Regions from separate parts of the Dromaius novaehollandiae genome. Here region 1 is linked to region 2. The links are chromatin contacts, called in public Hi-C maps. All regions are on one chromosome and are shown on one strand. Each heading gives the region's core, a stretch centred on a gene start, on an enhancer-like site or on the middle of the called end of the contact. The rest is flanking DNA. Distances are from core to core; before and after follow the strand shown. Region 1 holds the start of TMX1 (thioredoxin related transmembrane protein 1). Region 2 overlaps TRIM9 (tripartite motif containing 9).

The links. A called contact is a pair of places that touch in the nucleus more often than the background predicts.
Region 1: a contact with region 2 is called in a Hi-C map of brain, with 5 times the contacts expected there. The contact joins the promoter of TMX1 here to the enhancer-like site in region 2. A contact is called at or near these places in 2 of 4 Hi-C or Micro-C datasets (brain and liver).

Annotation. Positions count from the first base shown.
Region 1 is chr5:4,107,013-4,111,244 of bDroNov1.hap1, forward strand. It overlaps TMX1 (thioredoxin related transmembrane protein 1), which reads left to right and starts at 1,818. Exons shown (of 8, transcript XM_026118333.2): 1 at 1,818-2,036; 2 at 2,184-2,299; 3 at 3,175-3,220; 4 at 3,706-3,834. The coding sequence starts at 1,882.
Region 2 is chr5:4,013,919-4,018,658 of bDroNov1.hap1, forward strand. It overlaps TRIM9 (tripartite motif containing 9), which reads right to left. Exons shown (of 12, transcript XM_026118019.2): 4 at 1,002-1,112; 5 at 1-73. Among named protein-coding and RNA genes, the nearest start is that of PYGL, 27 kb to the left of the region's middle. Within about 2 kb of position 3,248, at least 1 of the 2 cell types and tissues checked has open chromatin away from gene starts, as enhancers often do.

The sequences.
Region 1 (4,232 bases), core at 568-3,067, 92 kb after region 2:
AATTATCACTAAAATAAAACGGAAGTGAGCTGTGCTGTATGCAGCGAATTACTATTGAACCCTGAATCAATGAGTAACAAGCTTCAGCAAGTCCTTAGTAATGTGTCAGTGTTCTTATTTAAAAGGAACATACACATTGTACTATAGAAAAGTTGCCAAAATAGAAAAAAAAAAAACCAAAAAACCCTGATTTATTCATTTTGCTACACTGCTCTAATGGCTGCTGCAAACCAGACCTCTCCACCTGCCAAGGCCCTAAATTGTGGGATGTTAAATTATGGCAAAAGCCCCTTTCAAAGGCACAGACAAATAAATGCTCCACACAGAAAAGGAAAGATGACTTGTGTTATCACAGCCCTGCTGATCAAGAGGTGGAGGAGCCTTTGTGGTAGAGAAAGTATGTGCATGTAAGAAGAGGAAGTTCCTTGCCTCAAAAAGCTTAAGCTAGCAATAAAGTAAAATGATGTGGGATGTATGTGGTTATTATCTGTGACCTTTTTTGTGACTTCTGCTTGAGAACTACTTATTTCTGCCACAGGTTACTAGCAATGTGGAAGGGGAAGCAGGGGTTGGGGTGGGGGAAGTGTGTTTTCTCTGCGACCTCATACAGCAGTTTCTGCTTATGGCCATGGGCCACTGGCTGTCCTGAGCACCTGATGCTCTTCCCCCATTCAGTGGGCAGGAAGTGGGGCACAGCGGCTTAACGTGGCTGTAGCGCTTGTTGTGGATGGCTTTGTTCAGCTGTTTGCTTGCCGGCTGTGAGAGGAGGTGGGGTGGGGAGAGAGAAGTGCCCCGTGCACCACAGGGAAGTCAGGCAACTCCCAAGGGCCCCTGATTGTCCAGGGTACAGCCTGGGTCCTCTGTGGAGACACCCTCCTCTGAGCAGCAGCAAGGGGAAGCACCAAATCCCAGAGTGGTTGAGGTTGGCAGGGACCTCTGGAGATCATCTAGTCCAGCCCCCCTGCTCAAGCAGGGTCACCTAGAGCACCTTGCACAGGATCGCATCCAGGCAGGTTTTGACTGTCTCCAAGGAAGGAGACTCCACAACCTCTCCGGGCAACCTATTCCAGTGCTCTGTCATCTTCACAGTAAAGAAGTTTTTCCTCATGTTCAGACAGACCTTCCTGTGTTTCAGTTTGTGCCTGTTGCCTCTTGTCCTGTCACTGGCACCACTGAAAAGAGTCTGGCCCCATCCTCCCTACACCCTCCCTTAGGATATTTATACACATTGATAAGATCCCCCCTCAGTCTTCTCTCCTCCAGGCTGCACAGTCCCAGCTCTCAGCCTTTTCTCATAGAGGAGATGCTCCAGTCCCCTAATCATCCTCATTGCCCTAAAGCAGAAGCTTCCTCCTGCACTTGGGGGGCTCTCTCCAAACTTCCTTGCTCCAGGGCGAGGTTCAGAGTGGCACTTGCCAACAGCCAGACCTCCTCAAAGCTGCTCACTAGCACCCAATGCCAATAGTCCAGTCCAGTCCAGTCCAGTCCAGTCCGGTCCGGTCCCACCCCACCTCAGAGGACCGTTGGGGCGGTGCAATGTGAGGCGGTGGGGGGAGGGGACCCGCGTCCCCCATTGGCCGAGCCCAGGGTCTCCTGGGGGTTTGCTCGAAGCTCCCGCCCCCCACAACTCGACGTCTTATTGGCTGCGGCGCACCCTGAGCCCGCCCCCAGCTCGTTCCCGCAAGCGGCCGGGGTGGGCCCCACTTCTCCGCGCACGCGCGGTGAAGGGCGGCCGGCGCCCAGCAGGCGCGAGGCGCCAGGCGCGCGTGCGCCGCGCTGTGGGGGCGGTGCCGGCGGTGACGTGCAGGGCGCCCCGCCCTCCCTCCCTCCCCGCTCGGCGTCCCCGCGCGGGCGGAAGCGGGCGGTGCGCGGCGCGGCAAGATGGCGGCGGCCGGGCGGCGGTGCGCCGTGGCGTGGCTGGCGCTGGCGGCCGTCGCGGCGGCGCTGGCGCTGGCGCAGGGCAGGCGGAGCCAAGTGAAGACGCTGACGGACGGCACGTGGCGGGAGCTGCTGGAGGGCGAGTGGATGGTGGAGTTGTGAGTCGGGAGGGGGGTGCTCGGGCCGGCTCCTTCCCCCGGGGCGGCGGGGCGGGGGGGTCTCTCAGCGGTCCCCGCCCGACGCAGCCGGCGGCGCCTCCCCGCCGCCCCCGGCCCCCGTTGGTGACAGCTTTCCTCTGGCTCCAGCTATGCCCCGTGGTGCCCCGCCTGCCAGAACCTGCAGCCCGAGTGGGAGAAGTTCGCCGAGTGGGGAGAGGATCTTGAGGTGAATATTGCTAAAGTGGACGTGACCGAGCAGCCAGGTGAGCAAAGCTTGCGTGGGCGTTTATACGCCCCCCCTCCTTTGTGTTTCCTGACTTTTTTCGGCACTTAGGCAAAAGTTCTGGTGTCAGTGTGCTTTTCTGAAACCACTGACTCTGTTTATTTTTTAAAATCAGAATAACACAGATGTTTAGTGAGCTCTCCTGGAGGCAGATTGCTATATTTGGGCTAAGTGATCTAGTCTTTCATCATACATAAAGGAACTAGAGGTTTCCTCTGCAGAGTGGATTGGAGGACTTCAAGGAGATGTTTGGTTTTATGAAAGTATTATAAAGAAGGAGAATCTGGTTTTGGTCATCTGGTCTTCCCCTGTGGCAGTACCTCTCTTGGCTGACAAAAAGGAAGCTCAGGGAGTCTGATCTCTCTTAGCTGAAGCTGCCTTCTGTTGATTTCCCTTATGTTTGTGTAAAAAACAAACAAACAACCCCCCCCCCCCACCTTGCCCAACCTTGTAAAAATAACCTTGAAGCTGGTACTTTTTTCCAAAGTCATATTAGAACTTCTGAAACTTGTCTTACTTGAATTATTGTACGCGAGCACTGGAGGTTACAGAGCATGTGGAAGAAGAGAGAATCTTTTTCTGAAGAGTTAAGGCCAAAATAGTCAAGTATAATGGTTGTTAGCCCCAGACATCTCTTTTTCCATAGAGAAAATTTCTCTCTCCTTGTCCTGGGATGCTTCTTTTAAACTGTGCCCTGCCTTGTTGATATGCACAAGTTTGTGTTTGATCGGAATTAAAGGTTGATACCTGAAAGCAGCTTTTCTTATGAACTTTAAGATGTATAAGAAATATTTCTAGTCTTTTCTTCTTATATTGGAGTGCACTACTATTCTGAAAATATCTGTTTTCTTACAGGATTAAGTGGACGATTTGTCATAACAGCTCTTCCTACCATCTATCAGTAAGTATACAGTGCGCTGGTTTTTTTGGAGGAGAGAGGAAATGTCATTTTCTTTTTTTGGTGGAAGCGAATGAGATTTATCAAGTTCTGTAAGAACGTGGGTAACTTTGCACAAAAAGAACCATTTTCTTATCTAATCTGACTTTACAATGCCACCAATATTTTTCTTTTCCCTTCAGGCCTCATTTGTTTCATCCCTTCATGGGCGTTTCTGTTTTGCAATCTTTTCTCTGTAGGTTGGTCTTAATGCCATTGTGTGGCAATTTTATTAAGACGACCATTATTTTTGGGGGGATCACAACCTGAAGCTAGCAAAGATGCACTATTATACTTGGAGTCAAGATGCTCAGAAAACATTTTAGAAACAACGTTGTCTGAAGCAAAATAAAAAGGGAATAGCCAAAGTGAAGGGGAAATATGTTTGTAAGTGGAAGCAAATTTTGCATGCTTGGACTAAAACAAAGGTCTATTTTTTTGTTTTACAGTTGTAAAGATGGAGAGTTTAGGAGATACCAAGGTGCAAGAACTAAAACTGATTTCATAAATTTCATCAGTGATCAGGAATGGAAGTCCGTGGAACCTGTTTCATCATGGTTCGGTCCTTCCTCTTTTCTGTAAGTTTTGGTATGATTACAAAAATTTGTCATCAAACATACACACTTCAAGGACATGCTCAGACGACTTCTTAGGTGTGCCATACCTGGTGCTGCATGCGGAAGCAGAGGTAGATGTTGGTCCTTAGCTTCACAGCAGCTCAGGCAGCAGCTCTGTGCTAGTAAGGAGTGTGTGAGCGTGTAGTGTATGTCATGCCTCGTTCCTCAGCGGTGGGAGAATAGCAAAGGTCTCCTGAGTAAGGTTTACTTTAAGGTTTCAAAAGTGTAGCTGGAGGTATTATTATGTTAAACTGTTCTAGATAATTTACTGATGCTTGAAATTCTTCTTTTGATTATACAGCAGAAAGCTGCTTTGCCCAACTAAATTCTAGAAAGTTAGCAAATAAAAACTTGAAAAC
Region 2 (4,740 bases), core at 1,998-4,497:
TCCGGGGTGTGAGTGTCCCCTTCCCCCACTGGTCCTCAGTTAAGTGCACTCTCCTGATCAAAGCGTCGGAGATCTGGTGGCAAGGAGCAGCCCCAGCTACCGAGGGCCACCTGGGCCATGGGTAGCGTGTACCTACCCTGCTCTCTGCCTCCCCTGTGCCTCCCAGGGTGCGAGATCTGTCCATCGACCACTGACGGCTGGGACATCACATGTGACTTCCAGCAATGCCCCTCACTGCAGGCTCAGATTGGCAGAGGGACCCCAGGAGCTATGGGGACTATTTTAAAGACAGGGTCTTGGCCCAGAGGGACCAGCCCAAGAATGAAGAGTGGGATATGGCTCTCAAGTGCTGGGTGTCCATCTCCCACTGGAGAGCCATGAGACAGCATGTTACGATTACTGCTTTAGAGATACACAACCATGTGCTGCAACCATCTACTTCTCCAGTTAGGAGGAAGAAATGTCCCTGGCCTGTGTCTGCTTCTGTCCTGCTGTGAACCTGCAGATGATGAGAGGTTAGCCCTTGATTTTAGGAGTGGGAGGACCTGAAATATGAGAGACATCTATCTCTGTCACTCATCTAGACTGTGGTGGGCAGGAAGAACACCTTGCTCTAAGCCTCTCCTGGGCCTCATTCTTTTGGCCACCTTGTCCCATCTGGCCCAAAGGTGATGGAGCAGAAACTGTCTGGTCACATTTCCTCTGCAAGGCCACACCTGGACACCTCCCTATGATGTGGGCAGTGAAAGAAGATAGGGAAAGGAAGCTTAAATAATACATTATATGATATTTTTAAGTATTCATTTCTTTTTAGCGCCTAATGGCAAAATAACGTGCGGTTTGAAGAGGTTTTACCATTCTAACTGGGATAGTGGCCAGAAAAGCTCGGGCACCATCCTTGGTTTAACTCCCCTGACTTTGCTGCCTTACCCCCGAGCCCCTGGCTGTGCAGTGCCCTTCTGCTGCCCTCACAGCGCAGACGTGAGCAGCTACACACCAACCTGGAGGAACCCGCTGGGGTCGTTCTCCTTGATCACCTCCAGGCAGTACTCCATCAAGCCTGTGGTCTGGCGCAGCTTGACTGTGCAGTGAGAAATCTGGTCTCGCACCACCTGCAACGAGACAAGAAGAGCAGCGTTGCTCAGAAGCTGCAGGGTTTTAAGAGCTCGGGAGCAAAGGGCTTCGGTGCTGCATTGGCGCAAGGACAGGGTCAGGGAAAAGGGAAGGGAGACAAACACTCAAGGGAACAGAAAAAGCCAGAAATGGCCAAGACTCATGTACCGAATCCTTGAAAACCTGAAGAATAACAGCAAACCTTGTTTAGCTCATAATTATTTACCTGCATAATTATTCAAAGCAGTAGGGTAGTTCCTTGCTCTGCCTTTAATTAAGACAGCTTCCAAATGACAGCTTATTAGCTCCACACAAGGCAAATGCCTATTTCCACAGATGCGTAGCTGCTGCTGCAGCCTCTGCGGGGCTGCCTCCGAGCAGAGCCGCTGGGCACTGCCCTGCTGGGTCCTGAGCACCGAGCCAGGCTGCGGTGCTGGCTCCAGGGCAGCCGTACCCAGCCGCACTGCTGAGGAGCGAGCCTTGTATTTTCAAGAGGAATAAACACACCACCTCCCCCAGCTTTAGCTCAGAGGCTGAGACTAATGATCTGTTTGAGATGTTCATCTACCATCGCACGAGATGAACCACACTGCAGAACTGCTTCGTTTTCTCCATCGACTACAGAGGGAGGGTAGAGAAGAGCTCAGAGGGAGAGGTCTGCCAGCTAGAGAACATACATCCTGCACTGCCTCTGGTAGGGGAAGGTGGAAGAATCCCAGCCAGGGATAGAAAATAGCTTCCCCTATGCTGGTACTTTCTGCTTACAGGAGTCCCTGGGAAGTCCCTCCCTTGGCAGCAGTGCTTTTTCCCAATCGATCGGGTATTTTTCCACCTCATTTGACCAAAATCAACTGGAGCTGAGAGGGGACACTCCTGTTATCGGTCACAGGACACTATGCTTCTGTAGACTAGTGATCGGAAAGAGCAGTCCGGGTGAATTGCTCAGCAAAGAGGCAAAGGGACCGTGATGTCCTGGCTCTCTGCAGCCCCCGGGCCTCTCCGAGCTCAGGCTGCGGCCATCCGGGCTGCGCGGTGAAGCATCTCCTCTTGCACCCACGGGCAGTTCCTCCAAGGGGATGGATTTCAGCATCCCAGCAGCAGAGCACAACCAAGCACGTGGTCTCCTCAGCTGAGTGCCCGGGATGGGACGAGCATCCCTGCCCGCGGCTCCGCTGACCTTCCCTGAAACACAGCCGGTTAGACGCGGTTCAGACTCCCGGACTAGGAGGGTGTTTGAGGGAGGGCTGTCCCTTCGGTGACAGTAAGGGGTTCGCTCCTGCCTGGCCCTTCTGGGAACCCCCCTCCCCGTCGCCGGGCGCTGCCAGTGCGCTACGTGCTCCCTGGATCCCCTGCAGAAGGAGACAGCGCAGATCTGCCGCTGACGTCAGCGGGATTTCTATCAGCAGAACTCGCAGCCGGGACCTGGCTCTGGAGAGGAGACCGGCAGGGCAGCTCGCGAAGAGAGGTTTTACGCTTTAGATCAACGTGCCCAAGGCAGGTAAGAAATGTTTTTTCTGAAAAGGCTTCAAAGCTGCGTAAAGCTCTCCGTCAGGACTGAACGAAGCTACCCAGGTCTCGGGATCACAGCTCTTTAGGGCGTTGCACGGACAATGAAGACGAGCTTCCCCCCAGCATCCGCAGCGTGACGGAAAAGGCTGCAACAAGCAGCGCCAAATATTCCTGAAAGCAGCTGTGCCTGCGGTGCTGCAGCTGGCGAGTCCCAGCGTTGATTCAGCAGGCACAGCAGCACAGAAACAACCACCCCTGTCCTGTGACGGGGCAGGGAGCCGACTGCCCGCGCGTCCTCTCCAGCCAGAGGGGCCGGGAAGGGAAACAAAGCGGATGCCGGTCTGAAAGCAGCCGGGCTTCGACGGGGTGCAATGCCTCTTGCAGGGCAGTCTATCAGATCTCGTGTTGCTTAACTATAATTGAACCACTTCTACTTAATCACCTAACAGGCAGAGAAGGATCACGTGTCCTGCGACGTGGGACAACCCCTCCGCTCCTGCGGAACGCCAAGGAACGCTCTGCTAGCCAGCTCCTGATCTGCAGGCATCTGCTGTTTGCGCTCTTAGGGCTCTCGGTGTGATTTAGTTCCCAGCCTGCTGGGGAAGAGGCCGGAGCAAGGCTGGGAGCGCGCGGAGGGGATGCAGCAGCAGCGCGCAGCAGCAAGCGGTGCTGGCAGGCAGCAGAGGGAGCTCCCATATTGCTCCTCCGGACCAAGCAGCGTGCGCGGCGGCGGCGTGCAGAGGTGATGGATCACTCTGAGACACGGCTAGAGCACGGGCATCGCAGGCATGCATCAGTTGTGGCCTCAAACGCTGTCGTTAGAGAGAAGAGTTCATTCAATGCCAGTTTTAAGCACTTGAGTGCACTGGAATGGCTCTGCTGGGATGGAGCAGAGACACGTGGCTAGTGCTGGAGATCGGGGCACCTATGCTCCCCCTTTGGCTCTGCTGCTGACCCCGTCCATGAGTGTGGGCAAGTCCCTGGACTTCCTTTCTCAGTGGGGATGCTCAGTCCTTGGGGGCAGGATCCAGGAGGTGCACAGTCCGCAGCTGAGAGACCCAGCTCCACACTGCGTCCACTAAGCGCAAGGTGAGCCCAGCCTGGCGCCTACATTGCTGTTAGACTATAACCTGATTGCCCCTACGCGGGCAGAGCTCAGCCGCTTCAGAGGTGTTGCACTCCCCCGTCCGCGGGGCTGCAAACGGGCAATGGGAATCACACGCTGAATGTACAGAGAAACAGCCGCCCCTTCTCCTGCGAGCCTGTTTTCCGGGGAAATGCACATGCCACCAGGCAGACAGCAAGGACGGGATTGGTAAAACAATCTTCTAATCTTCCTTGTAGCTTAAATCTCGGTCTGATGGGCCCAGGATATTGAATTCGTGGGCAAGGCGAGCTGCCTGCACAGCTCGGGCACCATCCTGAGCGCCGCGGGGCCTCCTCGCGCTGGCTGCAAGGAGGGAGCTGGGGCCCGGGACGGGCAGCCCTGGCCTTGCTCCTCCACCCGGCCCTGCTTCCAGGCAGCGGGGTGGGCTGAGGCCAGAGCCAGCGGGCTGCTCTCCTGCGGGGGACTGCGAAAAGGCCGATTACTGACCGCATTTCCTGGCAGATAATCCCTGCTGATGAAAGTCGGGTCCGAAGCGCAGGTTGCAGGCTGCTTTGTCGCTGGGGTGGGCTGCGCTGGGGGCTGAGCGTCCCTCCTCTGCTCCCGCTCTGCCCCGAGCCCCGGCCGAGGCAGTAATCCAAGCTAAGAGCGACGGAGACGGACTGAACGTGAGGGCAAGCCCACGGGGCTGGAGGATGAGGAGTGGGAAGGCAAAGGAGATGAAGGGGCTCCCACCCCTGGCTCAGGGCACCAAGGCTCTTTGACATGGTCATCCCCCACCTCACTGAAGGCCTTGGCCTGAGCCTTCAGGGCCAGGTGACTGGCAGGAGGAAGGTCCCTGTCCCCGCTGGGGTGGCACCACAGACAGCAGCCTGGAGGAAGCCCCGGAGCAGCTGAACAGGCTGAGCCGGCTCTGCCATCCCGGGCTGCCTTACACTTCTAACCTCTGCAAACTGGCTCGTTCGCAACCCAGAACCACGCTCTGAAACGGCTCTTGAGGAGGAGAGATCACT